5 separate regions of the Mus musculus genome follow, and regions 2, 3, 4 and 5 are each linked to region 1. A link is a contact called in public HiChIP or PLAC-seq and capture Hi-C data. All regions are on one chromosome and are shown on one strand. The core of a region is the stretch at or near the end of the contact, and the rest is flanking DNA. Distances in the headings are between cores, read along the strand shown.

What was found. HiChIP or PLAC-seq counts read pairs in DNA pulled down with a chosen protein or histone mark. Capture Hi-C pulls out chosen DNA fragments and counts their contacts.
Region 2: an H3K27ac HiChIP or PLAC-seq map of embryonic stem cells shows a contact between it and region 1, with 8 times the contacts expected there. The contact joins the promoter of A830018L16Rik here to the enhancer-like site in region 1. A contact is called at or near these places in 3 of 39 promoter capture datasets (cranial neural crest, embryonic stem cells and maxillary cranial neural crest), 2 of 484 Hi-C or Micro-C datasets (embryonic stem cells and ventral hippocampal neurons) and 4 of 115 datasets of contacts at active chromatin or transcription factors (differentiating embryonic stem cells, embryonic stem cells and stem cell-derived neural progenitor cells).
Region 3: an H3K27ac HiChIP or PLAC-seq map of embryonic stem cells shows a contact between it and region 1, with 3 times the contacts expected there. The contact joins two enhancer-like sites. A contact is called at or near these places in 2 of 484 Hi-C or Micro-C datasets (cerebellar granule neurons and cerebellum) and 5 of 115 datasets of contacts at active chromatin or transcription factors (all in embryonic stem cells).
Region 4: a contact with region 1 is called in an H3K27ac HiChIP or PLAC-seq map of embryonic stem cells, with 5 times the contacts expected there. The contact joins two enhancer-like sites. A contact is called at or near these places in 1 of 484 Hi-C or Micro-C datasets (ventral hippocampal neurons) and 3 of 115 datasets of contacts at active chromatin or transcription factors (differentiating embryonic stem cells and embryonic stem cells).
Region 5: a contact with region 1 is called in a capture Hi-C map of embryonic stem cells, with 7 times the contacts expected there. The contact joins two enhancer-like sites. A contact is called at or near these places in 1 of 15 datasets of contacts at CTCF or cohesin (the NIH/3T3 cell line), 1 of 484 Hi-C or Micro-C datasets (embryonic stem cells), 4 of 115 datasets of contacts at active chromatin or transcription factors (all in embryonic stem cells) and 1 of 9 other capture datasets (embryonic stem cells).

What each region holds. Positions count from the first base shown.
Region 1 is chr1:10,851,906-10,854,605 of GRCm38.p6, forward strand. It overlaps the pseudogene Gm28659. Among named protein-coding and RNA genes, the nearest start is that of Cpa6, 130 kb to the left of the region's middle. Within about 2 kb of position 1,261, at least 9 of the 459 cell types and tissues checked have an H3K27ac peak or open chromatin away from gene starts, as enhancers often do. A contact at or near this core is called in embryonic stem cells, where this site is marked.
Region 2 is chr1:11,412,795-11,415,494 of GRCm38.p6, forward strand. It overlaps A830018L16Rik (RIKEN cDNA A830018L16 gene), which reads left to right and starts at 1,311. Exons shown (of 14, transcript NM_001160369.2): 1 at 1,311-1,843. The coding sequence starts at 1,775.
Region 3 is chr1:11,465,836-11,468,535 of GRCm38.p6, forward strand. The region is part of intron 1 of A830018L16Rik (RIKEN cDNA A830018L16 gene); the gene reads left to right. Among named protein-coding and RNA genes, the nearest start is that of A830018L16Rik, 53 kb to the left of the region's middle. Within about 2 kb of position 1,421, at least 12 of the 459 cell types and tissues checked have an H3K27ac peak or open chromatin away from gene starts, as enhancers often do. A contact at or near this core is called in embryonic stem cells, where this site is marked.
Region 4 is chr1:11,394,726-11,397,425 of GRCm38.p6, forward strand. No RefSeq gene overlaps it. Among named protein-coding and RNA genes, the nearest start is that of A830018L16Rik, 18 kb to the right of the region's middle. Within about 2 kb of position 1,431, at least 14 of the 459 cell types and tissues checked have an H3K27ac peak or open chromatin away from gene starts, as enhancers often do. A contact at or near this core is called in embryonic stem cells, where this site is marked.
Region 5 is chr1:11,563,672-11,566,371 of GRCm38.p6, forward strand. The region is part of intron 5 of A830018L16Rik (RIKEN cDNA A830018L16 gene); the gene reads left to right. Among named protein-coding and RNA genes, the nearest start is that of A830018L16Rik, 150 kb to the left of the region's middle. Within about 2 kb of position 1,365, at least 5 of the 459 cell types and tissues checked have an H3K27ac peak or open chromatin away from gene starts, as enhancers often do. A contact at or near this core is called in embryonic stem cells, where this site is marked.

The DNA of each region.
Region 1 (2,700 bases), core at 11-2,510:
TGCCACTTTCCTAAACCAGGATAACCCCAAGTACATTGCAAATACTTATCCTTATACCCGTGAATATGTACTGCTTTTATCCCTTGTTAAAGTAGAGTATGTAGCAAACAGAGAAAATTACAAAATCCACAACTGGTCAAAATGCAGACAACAACTGACTACACGGTGCTTAGCTCTATGTGATACATCTACTACAGAACCCTTACATATCAGGCTGGGGGAGACTTGCATTGTGAATTGCAAAAGAGGCAGAGGGAAGTGTATGTCTGTTGACAGGTTGTGTCTTCTAGATATACTAGGGAAGCTACAACCATGAAATATCACCAAGATCTGAACAATGAGAACAGTTTACATGTCAACATGGATGGAGGGAGTCTTGTGGGGCCCCACCTTTACATGAAGAGCTATAGAGAGCTAATGACTGTAGAGAGAATGAGACTCAGCCTTCTCTAGGGATGAGCCCCTAACTGTATCCAATGCAAAATAGTCAGTCCTAAAAACACATACAACTCAGCAAGTTGTATTTATATATTTATTCACTTACCTGTATGCAGTGGTAGTAATTAAAGAAAAAGGCCATGAATTTGAGAGGGATGGGGGAAAATGATGTACTTCCCTTTTAATTAAGGTAAAATGCGTTAATAAAGATATTAATATATTTTAATATTTTTCATGTTGATGAGTAAAATGGCTATAACAGAATCACCTCAAAATAAATATTACATAAGTTCCAATTTCATTAAATTAAAATTATTTGTAAGTTCTACAAGACAGTACTAACTTCTCTTTCATATTTTTTTTTTTTGCTTTTTTTTAATTTAAAACTTTAGTACTCATAATAGCACATCCCAACTTTTCTTTTAACTGTGAAAATAAATGATCCATTTCCTTAAAGAAAGAACATGCTACTAAATTCGACTCAGAATGCTTTGGTTACTGACAAGAGCCAGGATGGTTTTAGAATAATCCTCTTACTTTCTTTGAAGCTAACTTAGAATTAAGAAGGACTCTAGTGTTTTGTCTAAGCCAAGGTATGACAGACAACATTTATCCTTTTATATAGCTTTCTAGGTTAGATATAAGCAAAGGTTGATGTATACTTTCATCAGAAGTCAGGTCTCTTCCCGATTAGTAGATAGCTTTTTTATTATTTAAAAATCCAGTCAGACTTTTCAGCATTCACTTGTAATCACTGGTACTTAGGAATCTGAGGAAAGAGGAGCTCTTGAACCTAGGGGTCAAGGTCAGGCTCCACAAGAAAACAGGACTCTGAAAGTTAAATAAGACCTGACAAAGGTGCTGTTGATTCTGAATATTTGGTGAGACTGAGCCCTTGATCTTCTTAGGCTAAAGTTTTCCAAATGTAGTGAAATTGAAGCTTGTAGGAAAGGATGGGCGTGGTGTTAGGAGCCACCTTTAATTAAAAAAAGAAAGAGTAGGATGGGGAGATGGCTCATTCAGGTAGGATTGCTAGCTTTTGAAGAATAAGGATCTGAGTTCAAATCTCCAGTGCTCATATAAAGAGACAGATATGGCTTGTGCCTGCAACCCCAACCTTTCAGGGTACAGACAGTCATATCTAGAGAGCTCAATGGCCATCCAGCCAAGCTGAAAGGGCTAAGCTTCCGGTTAGTAAGAAAGCCTGCCTCAAGGCAATAAGGTATCTTGTTCTGCTGTCTTCATAGCTATGCACATCCACACACTCATACACTGCATTTCATACTATAAATACACACACACACACACACACACACACACACACACACAAATAAAAGTGAAGAAAGAAAGTGATATAAAAGTCTGGGGGAAATGGTATATTTCTAGGAACTTAAAAGGCCAATATTTGCAGACTGATGGTATTCATGTGACTCTGAATAATTTGTTGACATGTGAGTCATGTGTGTCTGGTAAAACTCTTGCTGGGAAATGAGAATGTATTGAAGCAAGTCAGCAGCACCCCTTTTCCATTCTTTATCAATGTAAAGTCCTAAGGAGAAAACTCTTGCGTTCTGTTATTGCCTGCTCATGATACCATAACAAAATATTATGGACTGGAAACTTGTGAGCTACAGAAATGTGTTGCTTACAGCTCTGGAAGGTAAGAAAGCACGATCCAGCTGCATGCAGATTGAGTGTCTGGAAAAAAAAAAAAAAAACCTACTCTCTGCCGCTTACCTGGAGCTTCCTGTTGTGTTCTCACAGGGCAGAAACAAATAGCTCTCCAGCCTCACTAGCAAGGCTACTACGATCCTTTTAAGAATATCATAATAGTGGTTAAGTTTCAACATGTCAATTTTTTGAGGGACTCATACATTGAGACTGTGGCATGTTGGGAAAGGTAGTTTCTTGTCTTGATAGGTTCATTAATTCTATTTTCACAGAAAGCTGAAATACATGTGACCTTATCCCAAATGATCACATTCTGCTAGGTTTAGGCAGCAGAAACAAAATGTGGCCCCATCCACTTATCAGGTATTCATGTGTGTACTTTCAAATAAAACCCCTACAAATCTGAATAATGAGTAACCATCATTATACAAAGTAAAATTCATATAAAAGTATCTGTGACAAAATATTGTTAAAGAAATGATCACTTTGTGTCTGTCTAGATATTAGACAAATAAAAATTGCATGCCTATCATTCAATAGAATAAACATGTAATTTACAAATTGCATTTAATTAGCATTCTGTGGGCTATA
Region 2 (2,700 bases), core at 61-2,560, 560 kb after region 1:
CTTAGAGGAAGAAGATGTATTTTGATGAAGGCCTGTCCTGATCTTTTAGTACAATGTGGAATTTAAAATACTTGGGCCTTTAGGTGACTCACAGGGCTTCACGCCAAGTCTACAACATATTTAATGTATAGTCAGTATCTCCCAATCTTATGAAAAAGTACATAAGTAACTGTAGTTTTGAACTGTTACAGGAAATACGTGACAGACCAGGACTCCTCACTGTTCATTACTCCTGCCTGTACCTGGTGGGTCATGAGGCTGATTGTAAAAGTAACAGCTCTGACATCTTTCCACCCCAAATCATGTCTGCTTCGAGTTATCAATAGTGGCTAATAGCCCAATTCCTCTAGTAGATTTCGTGTATGTGAATTATTAAAGGCAATTATTATAATACTTCCTGGAACAATCCATTCTCATCTTAACTATTGCACAATGCTTAGATAATTTAAAACGGAGAGAAAAAGCTTGGACAGATACAGGTCACAGAAACCTGAACACAGTGCAGAAAAAGAAGAAATCTACACTGTCGCAGTTGGTTTTAAAGAAATCCGTGCCTATTATTGTAGAGACAGCCAACAGTTTTAGTATAAACGTTCTGATTTGGCAATACAAAATGGTTTAGAACCAGACAACTCATCTTTGGGGTTTTAGTGCTTTATATCGTTTTTTGGTTTTTTAAATGCAAAGAACTCTACACGGAACCTTGTGATAACTGCAGATCTTAACCTTGAAAAGTCGTCTCATAGTAAGAAGGTATGAGGTAAAGTTGATGTGCTTCTGAAGTATCTGGAGGAATAACTGTTGGGTGGGAGCTCAGAGCCCCTGAGCTGTAGCCAGAGGTGTAGCAGACAGAGCTGAAGGTGTAGGCAAACTTGGAAGCAGAGAGAGCTGGCTTGCTTTTGTTTCATCTCCCTGCCAAATGCCTAAGGGTTGCTTCCAGCCTTTGGGTGTCTGTACTTCGGGAATTTTCAATCAGTTCTCAGGCAGCAACGCCGGTTGTGGCTGACTTGCTCAAGGCCAAGATAGATATATCTGTTCCTTTCTTTTTTCTTTTTAACATAAGCAACTTTGTTTTCGCGGCAAAACCCAGCCATAGTTCTCATCTCCGGCTTTTTCTCATCCCAGCCTAGTGAAGGCAGAGCGCTGGGCCAGGAGAAGATCAAGCTGAGTGGTTTGGAACTGCGGGTGTAGCTGCCAAGGAGTAGCCAACAAGCACCAGATTTATGTGCACTTTGAAAGAAGCACCTTTACCATTGGCTTTTTGAGCGGCTCTGTCGCTAGGGAGCGAGCACCGCCTCGGGGAGCAGCTTGGGTGCTGGTTCCTGGCAGCCAGGAGCTGGGCGCACACCGTGGCGCGCTCTGGGCGGTTCCGCGCGCTGTCGCCCCTGCGGCCGGCGCTGTCCCCCGCTCGGCTCGCGAAGGCACTGCACAGACACTCGCCTTCGGCCACCGGCTCCTGCTGCTGCTGCCGCCCAGAGGACAGACCAGCCTCTGCCCGCGATTTCGCCTCGGCGGCGGTGCTGCGGAAAGCGGAGAGCGGGTGGGCGCGAGCTGCAGGATGCGATGTAGTTCTCTCCTTGCCTCGGAGTTGTCTGAGTTGGTAGAGCCTCGCCCGGGTTCCCTGAGCCCTGCTCCCTTCGGGCTCGCTGCTAACGGAGTTGCTAGCCATCGCTGTGCCAGAAAGCTCAGGCTCGGAGCTCCTGCCCTGGGGTAGAGTAGAGCTGTCCCCAGCCGAGGCGCATTGTCTTCTCTCTGCTGACCCATCTGTTTTCTCATGGCATCTCGTCAACAAACCCGAATCCAGGCTTACCTGGAGAAAAACAAGATCGGTCCTCTGTTTGAGGTAAGGAGCCCTGGTGGGGAATGGTCCCGCTCTCTTTGAAGGCGGTGGTGGTGGTGCAGGAAAAAAAAAAAAAAAAATCAGAATTTTCTTAAGCAAAGGTAGGGGGCTGAGCAAATGCGCGGGAGAGGGAGGACTGTCCCACTAGGTGTTCTGGAACGCGGCCCTGCTGGCACTTGGCCAGTTACCTAGACACTGACAGGTGAGCTCTGGAGGGCCTAACTTCAGCCTAACAGGACAATTGGAGCCATCTGACTGTCATGCATCTAGTAGCCATATGGCAGGACTAAGGTTGAGACAGGTAATCCAGGTGTACATCTACACACACACACACACACACACACACACACACACACACACACACACCGGGAATTCACACTATCTTGCATATTGAATTTTCTTCTTTTAAATATGGGCAGTCGTAGAACCTAAAAAGGTGGAGGGGTTGCCCGGCTGGGGGAAAAATGTTAAAGCTGGTCCAGTGGCTGAAACTAGAACCCTTTGCACTGTTCTCAGAGATGGAAAGGAGCAGAGAAGGGTTTTAGGAAAACATGCCTGTTTTCTGAGGACACAGTCTTGAGATGTTTTCCTTCGCCTTCAAATAATTAATGACAAGAACACAGTGAAGAAAAAAGCTAAGCAAGAGGGAAAATCTGACCTAGGGGCAGAAAGCAGGCACCACCTAAGTGCTACGGTTCAGCAGGTTGTCAGGGTGCTGACCCCAAGCTGAGGAAGTGTGGAGTGCCAGGTACTCAAGTAGCCAGGCTCACCTGGGATGCCTGAGGTTCCGCAGTCTGCATTCTTCCTATAGAAAGTCTATCCTATGACTTCCTCGCAGCACATACCTGAAAAGCAGCTTC
Region 3 (2,700 bases), core at 171-2,670, 610 kb after region 1:
GGAGAACAATAAAGTAAGATAAATGGGACCAAACTACAGTTAGGAAGAAGTAAGTGTAACATTATGTAGCACTGTAGCATAAACGTAAGCAATAAGTCCATAGGTACTTATTTTATATGAAGAAAAAAAAACTAGATAAGGAAAAAGGAGAAGGAGGAAAAGAAGAGGAAGAAGGAGGAGGAGGAGGAGGAGAGGAAGAAGAAGGGGAAGAGGAGGAGGAGAAGACGGAGAAGGAGGAGAAGGAGGAAAAGGAGGAGAAGGAAAAGAAACACCCCAACACCGAGGAAACCGAAACACTAGCCACCTGAAGTGTACACTTTGTATTCTGGCCTTGAACTCCTGTATTGTAGCCTATAAATAAATATGTGAAATAATGTCTCAGAAGAAAAAGAAATAGACTGATGTCATATGCAGAGATATTGGAAGACAGACCCGGTGTGCTGAGACAAAACATCCTTTGCTTGAATTTAAAGACGAAGTGTCCAAAATAATTTTATTTCTAACTTTATAATATTTTTGCAATTCCTTGGTGAATCGAATCTTGTTTTGAACTTCTGTTTTATGTTAAGCTTCATATCTCATTTTAAGGTGAGAAGACTGCCTCAACTTAATACAAAAACAAACAAACAAGCAAGCAAACAAACAAACAAACCAAAACACAACCATAGCATTTCTCCTAGTGCCATCTAGTGGTCTGTGTTCCTTACATTTTGGTGCTAGAGAGTGTATCTCTTCAATAAGATTATTTGCTTAGAGGAGACTAGTCTGTAATAAATTGCAACTGGAAAATGGTCTTCTTTCTATCTACCTTTCTCTCTCTCTCACTCTCTCTCTCTCTCTCTCTCTCTCTCTCTCCCTCTCTTTCTCTCTTGAAAGAGTTCAGGTCTTCATTTATCTGAATGCATCATGTTTTGCAAGATTTTGATGATGGAAGATGCTAGCCACCTTTTGAAATTTTACAGGTCTTCCAACAGCTTAGCAAAGCAGATCTAGGGAAAATTTAGTAATATGTGAATATATTCACATCATACTACGTCAGTGGAAAGAATATTTGCCAGTGGAAAGCATACATTTCAAAAGGATATAGGCAGAAGTCTGTAACTCTCACCATGAAAATACCTACTTAGCTACTTAAAACAAAACAAAACAAACAAACAAACAAACAAACGAAAAAATCTGAAGCCAGCAATGTTGTAACCACCTGCGACCACACTAACTGGGTTCCTGAGTGGGAGGCAGGAGCTGTATGGGAGAGGATGACCAGAGAAATACTAGAGGCCAAGACACATTTCTGTTCAAGGCCCCTGAAGTTTACTGCGAGCCTGTGCTTATAAAGAGGGTAGGCCCATCCCCCACCAACCCATTCTTGGTGCCTGGAGCCAGCCCATAGGCGATCTACAGGGTGTGTCTCCGGAACTTCTCAAGGACCTTTCAGCAAGAAGCAGAGTCTTAGAGAAGAGCAAATAGAGCCATCAAGATCAGACAGCTCTACCCTAGGTAATCTCCTTCTTAGTGGCAGCAAGGTCAAAGTCGGGATCAGCTTGCTTTAAGATTGAGGGAGGCTACACAATGTCAGTACATTCTGAAAGGCAGAGCAAAAAAAAAAAAAAAAAAAAAAAAAAAAAAAGCAGAATGTGGATTTTTTTTCCCTAGGCAAATATCTTTCAAGGGAGAAGGCATTAAAATTTGCTGTTTAGATTCTTCTCTGAAAAAAGATTTCTGTCTCACCCTCATCTGATTCCAACATTTCAAGGTTCTGGTTGTTTCGAAAAAAGACTGCTTGTTACTATTGAGAATGACTGATAAAATATTAATTTTGAAATTTTTGATGATATAGCACTTGTTATATTTGATATTTCTTTTTTGCCATGCCAAGAAAAATAAAATTGGAAATTTGATCAAAAACCAGTGTAAGTCATTTACCCCTAGGGAATGGTGTAATAAGCATTTATGGTCTCCTAAGGGAATGAAAGAAGAACAACTATGACATTACAAATACACATATTATAGTAATAACTATGTGATAGAGGGAAGGGACAATGCAGGATTCTATGACAATGCAGTAGGGATCTAAAGCCCCTTGAAAGGTCTGTGCCGGAATTTGATGTGTAGAGCAGAAGGCTAATATCTAAATTCTTCATAATCATTCAGTGACAGAAAAACTGTCTTGCAGACCCTGATGGCTGGAGAAAGTATTGCTCCAAGAACATTAAAAGACATTTGCTGCTTGTATAACCACTCTGGAAATCAGTCTGGCGGTTCCTCAGAAAATTGGACATAGTACTACCAGAAGATCCAGCAATACCTCTTGGGGGGGGCATATACCCAGAAGATGTTCTAATTGGTAATAAAGACACATGCTTTACTATGTTCATAGCAGCCTTATTTACAATAGCCAGAAGCTGGAAAGAACCCAGATGTCCCTCAACAGAGGAATGGATACAGAAAATGTGGTACATTTACACAGTGGAGTACTACTCAGCTATTAAAAACAATGAATTTATGAAATTCTTGGGCAAATGGATGTATCTGGAGGGCATCATCCTTAGTGAGGTAACCCAATCACAAAAGAAGTCACTTGATATGCACTCACTGATAAGTGGATATTAGCCCAGAAACTTAGAATACCCAATATACAATTTGCAAAACAAAAGATAATCAAGAAGAAGGAAGACCAAGTGTGGATACTTCATTCCTCCC
Region 4 (2,700 bases), core at 181-2,680, 540 kb after region 1:
GGACATTGTACTACCAGAGGATATAGAAATACCACTCCTGGACATATACCCAGAAGATTCTCCAACATGTAATAAGGACACATGTCCCACTATATTCATGGCAGCCTTATTTATAATAGATAGAATCTGGAAAGAACCCAGATGTCCCTCAACAGAGGGATGGATACAGAAAGTGTGGCATATTTATAAAATGAAGTACTACTCCACTAATCAAAACAATGAATTTATGAAATTCTTAGACAAGTGGATGAATATGGAGGATATCATCCTGAGTGAGGTAACCCAATCACAAAAGAACACATATGATATGCACTCACTGATAAGTGTATATTAGCCCAGAAGCTCAGAATACCCAAGATACAATTCACAAAACACTTGAATCTCAAGAAGAAGGAAGACCAAAGTGGATATTTCGGTCCTTCTTAGAAGGGGGAACAAAATACCCATGGAAGGAGTTACAGAGACAAAGTGTGAAACGGAGACTGGAGGAACGACCATCCAGAGACTGCCCTACCTACCCAGGTATCCATCCCATACACAACCACCAAAACCAGACACTATTGTGGATGCCAACAAGAGCTTGCTGACAGGAGCCTGATATAGCTGTCTCCTGAGAGGTTCTGCCAGTGCCTGACAAATACAGAAGTAGATACTCACAGCCATCCATTGGATGGAGCACAGGATCCCCAATGAACGAGCTAGAGAAAGTATCCAAGGTGCTGAAGGGGTTTGCAGCTCCATATGAGGAGCAACAATATGAATTAACCAGTATCTCCAAAGCTCCCTGGGACTAAACCACCAATCAAAGAAAGCACGTGGTGAGGGTTGAGACTCATGACTCTAGCTCCATCTGTAGCGCAGGTGGCAGAACAATAGACTTATCTAGGTAGGAAGACTTCACCCTAGGTGGTCTCATTCACAGTGGCAGAACAGGTCTGAGCCAGCCTGCTCAAGGCTGGAGGCTACAATCCCTCCCTAAATATATAATAAAAAACAATTAACTGGACTGGTGCATAAAATTTACTTATGCTCCATGGTCCTTCCTGGGAATTATGGTTGCTGGGCCCGTGCCTGTCTTGGGACTTTGGTCTTCAATGAATGTCCATGTTCTTAGACATCATGGAGAACACATGCAGCTTGCTTGTGTTTATTTGCACAAACATGGCTTCACGGTGTTATTATGAACAAACACATGCCTCTGTCTTAGACTGAAAAATTCAGAGACCCAGTGGCCAGTCTTTGACTGCTGGCCCCCATAGCACACCTTTTTCCCAATCAGACCAAAGCCACAATATGTACTCAATGCATCTCTTCATATTGATGAATTTCTGTCACCTGTGCTTGCTGAGGATGAGCCTGCATGGAGGTAAATGACCTGCTTGAAATACAAAGCCAAGAGTTGAAAAGCAACAGGATTAAGGCTGTCTGTGGGGAAGTTCAGGTACTCTATTGAGTTGCAAATTAGCAACTACCAAGCCCAAGCTCTTGCCTCCCAAGGCTGGGGAGGTGGCTTTGGGAATCAGCATTTACTTCTCATGTAAATAGGCTATGCTCCAAGTTAACTCTGCTGGCTAATAAAGATTTTTAGCTATCTTCATAATAGGAATCTCTAATATTGGATTTATTACTAGACCAGTCCATGATTGAGTAAGAATAACTGGTCACATTAAAGGAAAGTCAGTTTTCACAGTCTCTAATGTTCTTTCTCCCATAAGGTTAAAAAGCTTGAAGCAAGGCAGGTTAGCTTGTCTAATCTGGGAAAAGGGCAAGCAAAGGTGGGTCAAGAACATATACCCAATACAGCTTTCTTGTCACCATTGTCAGAGCACTCTGCAAGCTCACAAGTCAGCCTGTTACACAAATCATTCTGGCAGCTGGCATGCTCCTGCAGTATACTGTGGAGAAGACACAAGCATGTCCTCTTCCCCATATTAAGTGTCTGTTTAGGATCATGCCGTATGCTAATAATTGGATCCTTTTCATCCTACCTAGGCATATGCGTATGCCTAGTTTTAAGATACTATAAGGCATTTAGCAAGTTCTTTGATATCCAAATTTAAAAATTTTTTAAATGAAAATGTTATTTAAATAATGTGCATGGGGATATAATTCCTCCCCTTCTTTGTTTTTTAAGATATAGTTTTTAAATTTCCACAATACCTTGTCCTTGAGAATTATAAAAAAAAGCTCAGTTACATGGGGAGCATTAAGTTGTTGACAAAACATCTCAAATACTTGATTGTAAATAACCAGTTCCAATATCTGTTTTAATCTGATTTGGAACACCAAGCATAAAAAAAAATTAACATAGGCAATGACTAATTACACTTTTTGTTTCTTTTCTTGTTAGAACAGTTGTAACTAGAAAGTTTGAAAAAGTAGCAGTAGTCACATGTGCATATTTTATTTTACTTTTTAAAATCAGTAATATGAGTATCCATGTGCAATAATTGATTAAGTATAAGTCCTCAAGAATTAACACCATTATGTGGAACAGGTAGAAATGGAGGACACTGAAAATAAGTCTTTATAATATGACATGAACTTTCTCTAAAAATACCAAAATATTATCTCAAGCCATTACTATTTTGATGATGTAAAAAAATGAGATTATATGGCCAATTATTCTTGTGTAAGGCCTGTAATCTGCCTGGGATATAAATCTATCATGACATCGCCTTAAGAGGTCTTGTCCAGGCA
Region 5 (2,700 bases), core at 115-2,614, 710 kb after region 1:
CTTGTGAGTCATCTGGATCTAAGTTTTCAATGTCTTTTAGTCGAAGGACCCTTATAGCTCATCAGTATTGCAGAGGTCACTAAAGACGTTGACTTCATGCACATTCCATCTGGCAATATTTGCCATGTGAGAAATTCAAACAGATAAAATTTTATGTGTTTGTTATTTTTAAATGGTATTAAGTAAAGTTGTTGCATTTTCAAAACAACATATCAATGAAAAATACCTTATTTTCCAAAACAAAATATTACCGAAGAAGAGGTCTTTGCATCCTATAAACCTCTTTTATACTGAGAACAGTTGAAAGCTGCTGAATTCTCCTATCCTTGTCTTCATTTAATATACTACAATTTTCACCTATGGATGGAAGAAATCTGGCATTAGAAATGTAGTTAGAAGTGGATGACAGGGAGAGAGCCATCATTGATAAAAGGCTGCACAGATTGAGACGATATACATCACTACATGTAAAAATAGCAAAGAACAGTACAAAAGTACAAATGGTATTGTTCATACCAAATAGTAATACAACTTTGATATTTTTAAAATGTATGTCTGAGTCGCTTAAAAAAAAAAAGCCCAAAAGTCTGGATATACTCTTTGACAAGGTTTCTGTCAGTAACCATCATGGTGTTTTAAACCTAGTTTTAAACCTAGTTGAATAGCTATGTATGGAGAACAGCAAGTGGAGGGAGAGCCAGCTGCACTCTCCCACCTTTGTACATCATTTCTACTCTCTCTCTCTCCCTCCTTCCCTCCCTCCATCTGTCTGTCATTCTCCCTCCCTCTCTCCCTCTCTTCCTCTCTCCCTCTCCCCTTCCCTCCCTCTCCCCCTCTCTCCTTCCCTCTCCCTCTCCCAGTCCCCCTCCCCCTTTCCCCCCTCTCCCTCTCCTTCCCCCTCCCCTTCCTTCTCTCTCTCTCCCTCCCTCTCTCCTCCCTCATTCCTTGCTTTCCTAGGTCATGAAAAATGTTCACAATTTGCAAAAACTTAAATACTGTGGCCTGCTCTTGCAGATCCCTGCCTTTTTTCCCCTCTAAGCTCCCCTATACAACCTGGACACCTGACCTGTAACTAAGAACTTGTGGAGCTTTCACTGACTGTCCCACCTCCCCTCCTCCTGAGTAACGGTGAAATTGTTGTACTTTATTGATGAGCTCAAGGACTCCCCTCTCTCTTATTAATCTCTTTTAAATTAATTTATCAATTTACTTCACATATCAATATCAGCCCCCTCCTCCCAGTAGCCCTCACACAGCTCCCCTTCCCTTCTCTGAGAAGAGATAGCCTTCCCCTCTGATGTAACAAACACTCCCCTCCCCAACCCCCATCCTCTCACTGAAGCCAGGCAAGGCAGCTCAGATAGAGGACCTGGATCCACATGTGGGCAACCAACTGGTTCAGGTCCAGCCCTGCACTGGTTGTATCTTCACTGAAATGGATTTGGATATCACGAGAGTGACTTAGGTCTGCCTTGACACGTGCTCAGATGCCTTCCACCTCCAATGTACATCCCTTCCCACACGCTTTCTTCTCAGTACTGGGCGAGGAGGCAGGGAACGGTAGTCCAATCCACAAATCTACACAACAGTGCTCATTTTAGTCACTTAATCTAATACTTGTTTCTGAAAACTTCATGAAAATTTACAATGTTTATTTCAATTGAGGGAAACAGTAATTTTTCTTTTTGAAAAGATATTTAAAAAGATTTTTTGTCAGTGAACAAAATCTTGATGACTTTCATCTTGATGCCGTTCATATTTGATGTTCAAGGAGAGGGTAGAGGATCCCAGGCTTTCAAGAAGACCCAGACCCTCTGCCAGTCGCGCGGAAGCATCACTGTCCCGCAGCACCCCCGTGTGGCCATAAAACTCACAGTTTTGAATTTTCTTGACCTAAAAAAGATCCAAGTTCAGACACCTGTAAATACAAGACTTTTTATTTTTATTTTATTATTTTTTAAAATTTTATAGTAGTTCTTTTTTAGGGGAAAGAATTTCTAATATAATCATAATGTTTCTACCTTTCCTTTGCTTCCTTGAATTCCTCCCATATAATCTTCTCCACTCTCCTTCAAATCCATGCCTTCTTTTCCACCCATAAGTACATTCACACACATAGTATGTGTACATATATTAGAAATCCTTTCCCGTAAAAAAGAAATACTACAAAACTTTGAGAAACCAGTCCTGTTCAGGTATGCCTTCTGGAATCTAAATACATATCTCACTGTCTGTCTGTCTGTGTGTCTGTCTGTCTGTACTGATACTAGGTTCACATAGGCCAGGATAGCTTTGAACTCACTCTATTAAGCTGTGTAAAACCTTGGCTTTCTGATCCACTCACATCCACAGTCCTAGCCCTAGAAATGCAGATATGCATTACTAAAGCTGGTTTGTGTGTGCTAGGATCCTGGCATTCAAGCCCTCTAGCAACTAAGCTGTGGCCCTTCTAGCTTCTCTTACTTTTCTTGCCTCCCTCACATTTTATACTTTTCACTTGGAAAAAGCACCCAGATCAACTGCTTTCTCAGTCTCTGATGCTAGGATGTTTTACTTAAGATGAGTCAGCAGAGGAAACGGGCAGAATCTGCCTGGAAGTTTTTCCTAGAACTTCTGCGGCCTGCCAAACTACGTACCTATGCCCAAGGCTAGAATTCATTCTCGGTCTTATGCCTCACATCTGTACTTCATGCTTAATTT